Linked DNA regions of Mus musculus: region 1 is linked to region 2. A link is a contact called in public promoter capture Hi-C data. All regions are on one chromosome and are shown on one strand. Each heading gives the region's core, a stretch centred on a gene start, on an enhancer-like site or on the middle of the called end of the contact. The rest is flanking DNA. Distances are from core to core; before and after follow the strand shown. Region 1 overlaps Cd53 (CD53 antigen). Region 2 holds the start of Olfr266 (olfactory receptor 266).

Region 1 (5,960 bases), core at 1,520-4,019, 64 kb after region 2:
TGAACTAACCAGTACTCACCTGAGCTTGTGTCTCTAGTTGCATATGTAGCAGAGGATGGCCTGGTCAGCCATCAATGGGAGGAGAGGCCCCTTGGTCTTGTGAAGATTATATGCCCCAGTACAGGGGGATGCCAGGGCCAGAAAGTGAGAGTGGGTGGGTTGGGGAGCAGGGCATGGGGAGGGTATAGGAGACTTTCGGAGAGGAAACTAGGAAAGGGGATAGCATTTGAAATGTAAAGGAAGAAAATATCTAATAAGTAAAAAAAAAAATCAACAAGCAGAATCCCACTTTAGTCACTAACTTAGCTGGTCTGGAAGTGATTAAGATAAAATATCTCACTTAAAAACCTGGCCTTCTATGTTAAGAAGGAAGTGATGATGGAAATTTGAATTACTTTTCCTTTGTGCTTGTACCTGGTTTGACTAGTGAAAGGTGAGTTTTGTCTTGTTTTGATATGTGATATTCATAACACTTTTCTACCCAATATTGGGCATATTCTAAATTACTTAAGATTTAGTCAAGAAATAAAAGGAAGATGAAATAAAGGAAACATAAGGCTTTGGCAGAGTTGACTTATTTTTCTTGTACTGTTCCCTGAGGGTAACTTGAATATATAGCTTAGTTTCTGACTTCTTAAAAGATAAAAAATGTTTTCAAGAGTGACTTTTCTATAATACTACAATTGTCCCCATTTTGTCTCTAATGTTATTCTTAAACTTAAAAAGAGTAATTATGTAGTTGGGAGTGGTGTTTGGAGAGTGTTCACAGTGTGATGGAAATCTTGTTTTTCTGTGTTAGCAAACTCCAGAACTGTGGGAGAAATGTTTTCTCTGATGAAGACCTCATATTTTCTCAATTCTCTTCTCAGGTGCTGGGAATGTCCTTTGCACTGACACTCAACTGCCAGATTGACAAAACAAGCCAGGCTTTAGGGCTGTGACTTGCAACTTCCCCCTGCTTAAGTGACTTATTCCTCTCTAGAAAGTCAAAGCATCCATTCCATGAGAACTTAAACAATTACCTGCCTGACTGGCATTTTGGCTTCTTCTTATTCCATCTTTGACTGGATCTCTGTCTTATACACATCCACTGAAGAGAATATTTGTCATGGACTTCCCATATCAAGCAGAAGACAAACATTAACCAACTGATAGCAGTAACCATATCCCTTAAAGATGGTGAAACATACCTGGGTGTTTTTGGTTTTTTTTTTTTTTTTACATACTTGGGTATTTTTTTTAAAGAGACACTGTAGCACTGGTGGCTTGAGATCCACTGCCAGCTGCTGGTGTGGTTATTTCTCAGAGTACTAGCCTAGCAAATGTGAGCCCTTGAGTTTAGCCCCAAATACTACAAAAAAGAGGTCCAAGTTTAAATGTTAGTCTCCTAACAACTGTCAAATCAATTTCTAGCCTCTAAATCTTGCTACTTCCACTCTACAAAGTCACATAAGAGAGAAGCTGATGGAAATTTTTGAGTCCCATTCATTAGATAATTGACATACTCAGTTTCCTTTTGAACACAGTCCTTGGTAATAGGAATCATACAGAAATCTTTTATTTCTGGAAAATATTCCAATTTCTTTGTCTTATTGATTTTGTTCCATCCATCCATCCAGAAAAGATTATTCCCATCCTATTGTTAGTCAGTCTGGTAGCCTTGAATTACATTGCCATAAAACAACCCAGAAGTATTAATATCTCCAGTGTGTTAGCTGATAATCACATCCATGTCTATGTTTTATTTCTCTATTAAATAAGGTTCTGTTAATGTACCATTTTAACCTGTTAATAAACAAAAGTTTATAATCACTATCCATCAAACATTTGACTCATTCTGATATTTCTGTTACAAGCCAAATATATGTTATATTTCTGTATAACAAATTAGTTCAAAATGTAGTGGCTAAGAACCTATATATTTGTTTTATAAATTGACTGATTTAAAGACAGCATTTTGCTATGTAGCCCAGGCTGTCTTGGAACTTACTATATGACCAAAGATGGCACCAAACTCATGATTACCCTGCTTTTAACTTCTGAATATTAGAATTACAGTTAAGTGCTACTAAGTCAGAACAAACATTTATTGTCTGATGGCTTTATGTAATCAGGAGTGTGGAAGTAGCTTAGAAAAATGATTATAGATAGTTGTTTCTTGCATATAGTGATTAAGTGGTCAGCCATATCTTCCATCATCTCATGTCTCATTGGAAAATTAATCCATTGTCATGTTCTCATATAGTTGTAATGAACCTCATATAATGGCCACACATAAGTTTATATGGGTAGTTTCGTGAATAATGAGACAGGTAAGACATAAAATGATAGGTAGCATCCAAGACAAAAGTCATAGCACTTTTATAACTTAACCCAGAAATGATGGCATCAGTTATTCTGGGTCAAAAGTTCAATTTCCACCCAGGGCAAAATTACACAACAGGCATATGACTTCTAGGAAGTTGAGATCATTGATGGCCACATGAGAGATTGCTAACCATCTCATGCTTACTATGTCAAAAAATATGGTGTACTTGTCTATATTATGTATATACATAACTATATTCTATAAAGTAAAAAATTAGAACACATATAATGCCTAATTTATAGAACTCACAAGAATAGAAAATAATTGGTTTTTGTTTTAGAAATGTTCTGTAGAATTCTCTGACTTGCTTTAAGGAAAACTGGTTATTTTCGTGGTGCTCTATAGGGAAAATATCTATTGCATTTTCTGAGTCATATAAAGAGTCATGTATTCCTCTTTGTTCAGACTAACACTTAGTGGTGACATTACCAGTAAGTTTTCCTGCCTAATGCCTGAGCTTTGTTCTTAGCTCTACTTTGTTCTTCACTCCCAATAAAATGTTATGGAGTTCTAAGGATTTACCTATCAAGTATTACTAAATCTATCTATCTCATCATCTTAGTCCTTGAAGTCTTTCAATAGCCCATTGTATTAGTCAGGGTTCTCCAGAGTCACAGAACTAATGGAATGTCTCTTTATATTGAGGGAATTTATTATGATGACTTACAGTCTTTAGTCCAACTAACCCAACAATGGTCAGCTGTGAATGGGAGGTTCAAGAATCTAGTAGTTGCTCAGTCCCAAGAGATTAGTTGTTTCAGCTGGTCTTCTGTAGAAGTAGGTTCCAGCAGATGTGCTGGCAAGTAAGTACAAGCAGTCAAAGAATAGAGTGAATCTTCCTTCTTCCAATGTCCTTTTGTAGGTGTGGCCCTGATTAAAGATGTACATCTAGATCTGGGATTTGCTTTGTCCCAGGTTGACCTTGAACTCAGAGATCTTGGCTCAGTCTCCCAGGATTAAGGGCATATACTACCTTTCCTGGGCCTAAACTTTTCCTAGCCACTATGCCTCATGATCTGGATCACAGGGTAAGTGAGCCCTCCAATTTTGGATTGTAGTTCATTCCAGATATAGTTAAGTTGACAACCAGGAATGGCTATTACACCCATTATCTATGGTGTTAATTGTCAGAAAGGGCCCTATCTGAACTATTTCTTTCATAGAAGCTCAAATTATATGTTTAAAGCATAAATTTCATCCTACACTTTTAAATACATGAAGCTCTTCATTGGCTTATGTTTTAAAAATAAAATTCAGATACTTTATCTGTCACATCCTACAGAAAATATCCCATTGTTAACCCCAGAGCCTACCTATTGACATTTTGTGATTTCATGACAACTGATGTTTATTAAGTTTTATTAGATTTATTAGACCTTGTATATATTTGTTTCATTTTCTAACAGTTCCCTTTGTTTGAAAAACTCCTAAGTTTCCCTTCCTATAAATAATTCCCTCATCTCTCAAAGTTGACAATTACTAAGTGTTTCCAAGTATGAGCTACCATCTCCATAGCTTTTATTTGAGTGAGAGATAAACTTTGCTTTTTCTGACAGAATTTAATTCAGAGCCTCCTGCATGCTAACTCAATGTTCTGCCACTGTGCTAGTGTCCCAAACTAGCTGAACTTTTGAATCACTTTAAAGCGGGACACAGCATAATACACACATTTTCAATTAAGTTTTGACACAATGTACGTATTCAACATGTTCTAAAAAAAGTTCACAGTTTTTAAATCTATTAGTCCTATCTTGGTAGATCTTATCACCTTTTCTTAAGATACATACTTACTGTGTAGTCCAGACTAGCCTTGAGCTCAGTTTGTAGTCCAGGCTGACCTTGAACTCAGAATGTAATCTAGGTTGACCTTGAACTCAGTAATTCAGGCTGGCTCATAATTTAGCAGTGATGCTCCTACTCTAGCCTCACAAGTGCAGGAATTACAGTCATATGCCATCATTACTGACACATTATCACGTTTTAATTACTTATGTTTGTCTTTATTAATCATTATCTTGATCAAATTAGGAAACAAGATAAAAATACAAATTAACAATAAACACAATTTAGAGCAGGTTCAGTGGATTATCAGGAACTGTCAAGAGAAAATAATTAGTCCTCATAGAAGAGAGAAAATAGCTTTTTGTTTATGAATTAAGATTTAGACTTCAAAAGAGGAGAAAAGTGAAGGTACGGGAGAGAAGGTTAAGGAGAGGTTTGGAGGTGATATGTTCAACCAAAATTTATTCCAACTTTTCACAGACTCTTTCAAGGAACATTACAATAGAACATACTTTTACTCAATTATGAGGCAAATACAACTCTGATATCAAAATGGCCAATTTCACTCATAAGCATAGGCACAAAAATTATTCAAAAAATGGGAAAAATGTAGTAGTAAGTAAAGTGACTAAAATGAATGAATTTATCTTAGAAATGCATATCAGTATTAAAATCAATAAATTAAATATATTAAGCAATTAAAGTGACCAGGCACTGTGGTCCATTACTATAATCCCACCACTCAGTAGTTAGAGGCAGAGACTCATTGTATATAGTGAGCTCCAGGTTAGCCTGAGTTACATAGCAAGTCTGTCTAAAAACACAAAACAAAACAAAACAAAACAAAACAAAACACCAAAAAAATAATTAAAGAGAAGAATAATGTTGTAATGATTTAAAAGGAAAGTTAGTAAAAAATCCAATGTGCTTTTTCTTTTTTATATATATTTTTAACTAAGTATTGGTTTTTCTTTTAGTAAGAAATTATAAAGTCAGATAGTTTTCTACTCCTAGTTGTTCATTTTAGTTATCATGTTAATTTCTTTTCCATGTATTTCAATTATCTGAACATTTTCTGACTTATTCTCTCCCTTTACTTTCATTTTAACAAATTAATTACTATAGAATTATTATAATTCTTACCCCATACCAAGACAAACTCTAGATATATTTCTATTTTCAACTTTTTTATTTTAATGAACTAAAGGTGATTTAGCCCTGTGTCTTGGCATCTCTAAAACTTTTTGCTTGGGTGCCAAATATTATATATAAAAATGAAGAAGTCTCCATATGATGTAATTTTTCTTTATGGGTGCTCATGTGTCTATTACTAGACATTTAGAATAGCGATTTTTATCTTAGTCTAGTCTTGAGATCAGAATAGGTTCCTTTTAATGAAGCTATCTGTGTATTCTTGGGGCCTGCTACCTAATTAGCAGGAACTGAAACCATTTTCTTTTACTATTACATGCTACTGGGAAATTTTACCTTGACTTACTGTACTGTAAGTCTGAATGGGCAGAAAAAAGGAAGACAAAGATGAGGCAAGAAGGGAGCAAACAACTATTTTTATTTACTAATAACATTCTTTTTTCCCTTAAAAGATTATTTTTCCCTTAGAATTTAACAAATGTGTTAAAGTGGAAGCCCAGTGAAACTAGTTTCAGCATTCAAACTGCTTCTTCTTGCTGAAAAGTTATCCCCTGGGGACAATACTAATGTTAATATTATACCCTGGCCCATACTGTCTCAAAGATCTAGTTTCTCTGCCTTTTGATAGCAGAACCTAAGTAGAGTGTTCAGCTGCTAG
Region 2 (5,244 bases), core at 1,870-4,369:
GGGGACAAAGTTCCAGGTCAGTTTGAGCTGTGTAGTGGGCACCTGTCACATAAAAAGAACAATGTAAATAATTTCTGATTGAATTGCTTTCTTTTAATTGTCTTTAAAGCTGTTCTTGTTGACCATCTCTAGTTAATGGAAGCAGATGTGTTCCACAAGGTGTCCACCATCTATCTAATGACAAGATTGCCTATTCTGGACAGAACTGAGAGGAAAGGAGGTAGTGCAGGGGAAGTCTTTTTTAGGAGAGATAAGGGAAGCAGGGAGAGAAATATATGGAAGGAAGAGAGAGGAGAGAAAATATATGGAAGGGAAGGTGGGGGATATACTATCACTTAGGAACACATTCTCTGGGCTCAATCATCTACCACCATCTTGCACTCCCCACTGAATAACTTGTTAGACTCTTGAGGTCCTAGAATGAAAAGTGTATGTGAACAGTTTATGTAAAAGCCTATACCTCTGGCTTTTTCAACAAAGCCCTTTCAAAGTTTCCTCAGTTTAGCTGAGGAGATTGTGATTGCAAGTTAGGGTAGGGAGGTCAGGTCATCTACCTTTGTTACCCTTGAAACCTCATCCACACAGAATGGGAGGAAATATATAGTTGTTCTTTCCTTAAAGTTTTCAAGCTTTCTCAAATACATTTGTGGTTGAGCGAAGGATTTGAACCTAGCCCATTTAGTTTTAGAGCCTGTGTTCTTAATTTGGCTCCATTGTGTTCTATTTATTCTGACTAAACTTTCTATTCATTTCAGGATTCTCTGTGCTATATCCAGGGTATGAAGCAACCCTGAGTAAGTGGGGCAATCACTTGGTAGAGGGGAAAGAGTAAGTTTCTGAGCAACTGCTCCAACATGCTTCTGAAAGTTTTTAAGATAATAGATTACTCCGATTTTTAAAATGATGATAAAGAAAGAATATAAAAGTAAATAAAAAACAGGTCCAGGAGACACTATAGAATATTTAAAGAGAATGATGCTTTTTATGGAATTATACTCAAAATTATACTCAAAAAAGGGCTTCCTCCCTCTCCACAATTTTTAAAATTGTGTGGAAATTTGCCCTGTGGAACTATTTTTATTTTTACCTTTGTCTGATGATGTAGACAGCTTTTTTAGCTACACTCCCAGATAGTCAGTGTTGTTAGCAGCTGGAAGTCCACAATAGGTTTAAATCTCATCACTGTCTCATTTTGCCTGATATGCATGGATAGATAAACAAGATCACTGTGTTCCCATATAAAGTGTAACTACCTGTAAAGTACTTGCAGTTGCGATGAGTTACGGTGATGGTTTTATGAGTCCTAGATTTTCAGCACTTGGAAGATTAGCTGGGGCAGGCATATCATTATTATCAGCAGCAGTATTCAGGAGTCTAGTTGTACAGTGTCACAATTGAACTTTTTTCTAAGATCTCAAATCATAGGTTTGTTTTGCAGCAGGTAGAGAGAAGTAACTTCTTCACAGCTTCCCTATATGAGCTCAGAGAATGAATCCTCAATGATCTCAGAGTCTGAGTCATTAGATATTAGGCATCCCGTGATTGTTAGAACTCATAGAGATTGCAGGTTAGTTCTATAAAACCCTCAGTAAGTTAGAATTCATATCCCATAGGATGGTCTCTAGTTTTCTACAGCAGTGTAAAAATAGGATCAGCATATTAACAAAAGGCTGTAGGTGTGACACAGGGCAAGAAAGATCAATTTTTAACACCATATTTCATGACCACTCATGGTTCAGGGCAATGCAAGAGAGATTTATATTTGCTATCAGTGGTCCTTCTAAGCAGAGTATTCTGTAGTAAACTTAAATATTACCAAAAAACCCAGCATAGTCAATGGTTTTCCAATATTTTATTTGTATGATTTTTACATTTTTTACATTCTTCTTCAAACTTTTATTTCATTTACAATGAAAAAAGCTGAGACTTGAGAAAGCTAGACCAAATATAAAGTCAGACCCGTGAAGCAGAATCCCTGGCTTTACTTAAGGCTTTTTGAGTTCTCATGGTAACAAGCCCTTTGTTACACCCACATGGTGCTTTATGTGCCTATACATAGATTTTTCTCACCTTACCTTCCTCAACCATATATTTTCTCCATAATTGCCATAAGAAGTTTCATACAGGATTCAGACCTTGAAATTAGTACAGTGGGTTCATCCTTAGAACCATTGCAGGAGTTGGGAGTGCTTCTCTGTTTACTTAGTGCTTTGTTGTTGGTGAGTGGCTTTCATCAAAGTGCAACTGAAGAGGAGAGCTAGGATTCCTTAACTCACCCAACAGTCCCCAAATTACACATATCATACACATAGTTGGTTACACTCTCTGGTACTGGATAGAACATGAGCAGAGTAGTTTGTTTTGTACTTTATCAACTCCTTGTGCTGTTATATCCAAAATGGGTATAACTTATTAAAGCCTTAGATAAAAATCTTTTAATTTGCCTTTATAATATCTGTTTAAAATTGTGAGATGATGTACTTGTTCCTGGTTATGCCTTCACAACCTGTAACCTTGGAATCAGAGAATCTCAAACTTCCTATTTAAATTCTTTAAAATGCCATGAAAACAATTCAGAAATGACCCACACCACACAAAACTCATGGAGAGGAAAATAAAATTTATATGAAAAGAGATTTCTTTAAATGTCTTAAATGACAGTTACTGTCACTGTTTAAAATAGAAGGGACTCTGTCTTGCATCCTTGTCTCACCTTGTTCTCTTTGTCATTTCACAAACATCCTCCTAGTTTTCTCTGTTGCACTTCCCTTTAGATTTTCCTTCCTGTCTAAAACTCACAAGATTACTAGAATACACTCAGGAAGAATGTGCAATATGCAGTTCTCTCTCCATCTTTATATTCCTCTAGCTCATATGTTTCTGCTCCTGATGAAGTGATGATACCAAGTAAGGGAAAAGGAAAGAATAAAGCTGCAAGTTCTTATTTTAAATTATCTTCGTTCATGTGATTTAAAGAAGTCCTCTTCTCTTCTTCACTCATAGAGCAGAGAGTAGAGAGAGCATAGAATAAAAACCATTCTGTTCACATTCTTGCATAAAGTAGAAACAGCTATATTATGTATGCTTTTATAATCGTGTCCTTCACAGAAACCAAAGTATGATGACCTTATCCTGGGAAAATCAAACGGTGATAGTGGAGTTTGTTCTTCGAGGATTCTCTTCCATCTTACAGCTGAATATTTCCCTCTTTATAATGTTTTGCATCTTCTACATCCTAACCATTTCTGGAAACATCCTTATTGTTTTTCTAGTGCTGTGCAACCATGCTCTTCACACTCCCATGTACTTCTTCCTAGTGAACCTGTCCTTTCTGGAGGTCTGCTACACCTCTAACATTGTCCCCAAGATGTTGCTGATTATTATAGCTGACCAGAAGACTATCTCAGTGGTTGGTTGCTTGGCACAATTCTACTTCTTTGGATCCCTTGCTGCAACAGAGTGCCTCTTGCTTGCTGTGATGTCCTATGACCGCTACCTAGCTATCTGCCAGCCTCTCCGATACCCCATCCTCATGACTGGTTCTCTCTGCTTTAGGTTGGCTATTGGGTCTTGGTTCTGCTGCTTCTTCCTCACAGCCATCACCATGGTCCTGCTGTGTAGACAAAACTTCTGTGGCCCTAATGAAATTGATCACTTCTTTTGTGACTTTGCCCCTTTGATCCATCTCTCCTGCATGGATACTTCACTGATTGAGACCGTTGCCTTTGCCACCTCTTCTGCAGTCACTCTGGTCCCATTTTTCCTTATCACAATATCCTACTCTTGCATCCTCATTGCCATCCTAAGAATCCCATCTGGCACAGGCAGGAAAAAGGCTTTCTCCACCTGTTCTTCCCATCTCACTGTTGTCACAGTATTTTATGGAACACTGATTGCCACCTATCTTGTGCCCTCAGCCAACTCTTCCCAATATTTACGCAAAGGTTTCTCTCTGCTTTATACTATCCTGACACCTATGTTTAACCCCATTATCTATAGCCTGAGAAACAGAGACATTCATGAAGCTTTGAAGAAATGCTTGAGTAAGAAGTCAGACTTTCTCATATGACATGAAAAAGAAAAGTACTATATGGCAGCTGCCTCTGATGGCTGTCGATGCTTCTGAGTTCTGACAGTTTGGGGGCTAGTATTCCATGCCATGGTCTAAGTAGGTCAAATCCTGTCCTGCATCCCCCCAAAATCATAGAACCTTATAAAAATAAAAGCCCATAATCAAGATGGAGTGATATGATTTTGACTAATTTCTTTGAATACTTATCGAAGGTCTAATATGCTCAAGGTACTCTGCTAGACATAAGAGATGAAAACATGAAAAAAATCATAGAGAAATTCCTTACTATCATCAAACTCACTGTCTAGTAAGAAGAAAATCATTAACCAAGTACTCAGTATAAAATTGTGAATATAAATACAAAATTATATTGATAAGATGGCCAATTCACATCTAGTAGAAGGGCCAAAAATCTAGAACATAGACAGCACCAAATACTGGTAAGAATGTGGCGAAACCTCTAATTTCTAGTAGACATTCAACATTCTCAGTCACTTTAAAAGATAGTTTTGTAGTTTCTTACAACACTGAACATATTTTTTCATTATTATTGAGCAATTATACCCTATGTTCTTTTCTCAAATTCAATAAAAGCTTATTTTCATAAAAGAAAACTGTACACAGATTTTTATAGCTGCTTTATTTATAGTTTCTCTAAATTGAATGCATCTTATATATCCTTCAGCCTATGAATAGATATGTCTAGAAAACAGAAAGTTATTTAGTGCTATAAAAAGAGCTAAGTCACCAAAGGATGGAAAGATACAGAGAGCTATCAAAGGAATACCACTAATGCTGCTGAAAAAGCCACAATCTCTGTGTTTCCAAGAATACAATATTCTTGAAAAGAGAAAGTGATGGAGACAGTAACAGGTGAAGTAGTTGCCAAACATTAGGGGGAAGAAGCATGAATTAGTAGAGTATAAAACAATTACAGGAGAGTGAACCTACTATGTGAATATGTGTCATTACACATTTGTTGAAAGTCAAAGAATGTACAGTATCTACAGTAAACCACAATTGGTTATTGGGTGATTGTGATGTCTCATTGGTTTAACAATTTGACCCCCTGGGTATGGAATTTGGTTATTGAGAAGACTGGGTGTGTAGGAACAGAGAATACGTTGGAATTTTTACTTTCTGTTTTGTGCTGAACCTAAAATCTCCATTAA

What was found. Promoter capture Hi-C pulls out the DNA fragments that hold promoters and counts their contacts.
Region 1: a contact with region 2 is called in a promoter capture Hi-C map of macrophages, with 6 read pairs. The contact joins the enhancer-like site here to the promoter of Olfr266 in region 2. A contact is called at or near these places in 3 of 39 promoter capture datasets (the C10 cell line, macrophages and second pharyngeal arch cranial neural crest), 2 of 484 Hi-C or Micro-C datasets (B cells and olfactory sensory neurons), 3 of 115 datasets of contacts at active chromatin or transcription factors (CD8 T cells, effector CD8 T cells and thymic regulatory T cells) and 3 of 9 other capture datasets (adipose tissue, liver and pancreatic islet).

The regions. Positions count from the first base shown.
Region 1 is chr3:106,755,785-106,761,744 of GRCm38.p6, reverse strand. It overlaps Cd53 (CD53 antigen), which reads left to right. Exons shown (of 8, transcript NM_007651.3): 8 at 870-2,884. The coding sequence ends at 941. Among named protein-coding and RNA genes, the nearest start is that of Cd53, 31 kb to the left of the region's middle. Within about 2 kb of position 2,769, at least 5 of the 459 cell types and tissues checked have an H3K27ac peak or open chromatin away from gene starts, as enhancers often do. A contact at or near this core is called in macrophages, where this site is marked.
Region 2 is chr3:106,820,432-106,825,675 of GRCm38.p6, reverse strand. It overlaps Olfr266 (olfactory receptor 266), which reads left to right and starts at 3,119. Exons shown (of 1, transcript NM_146489.1): 1 at 3,119-4,069. The coding sequence starts at 3,119. The coding sequence ends at 4,069.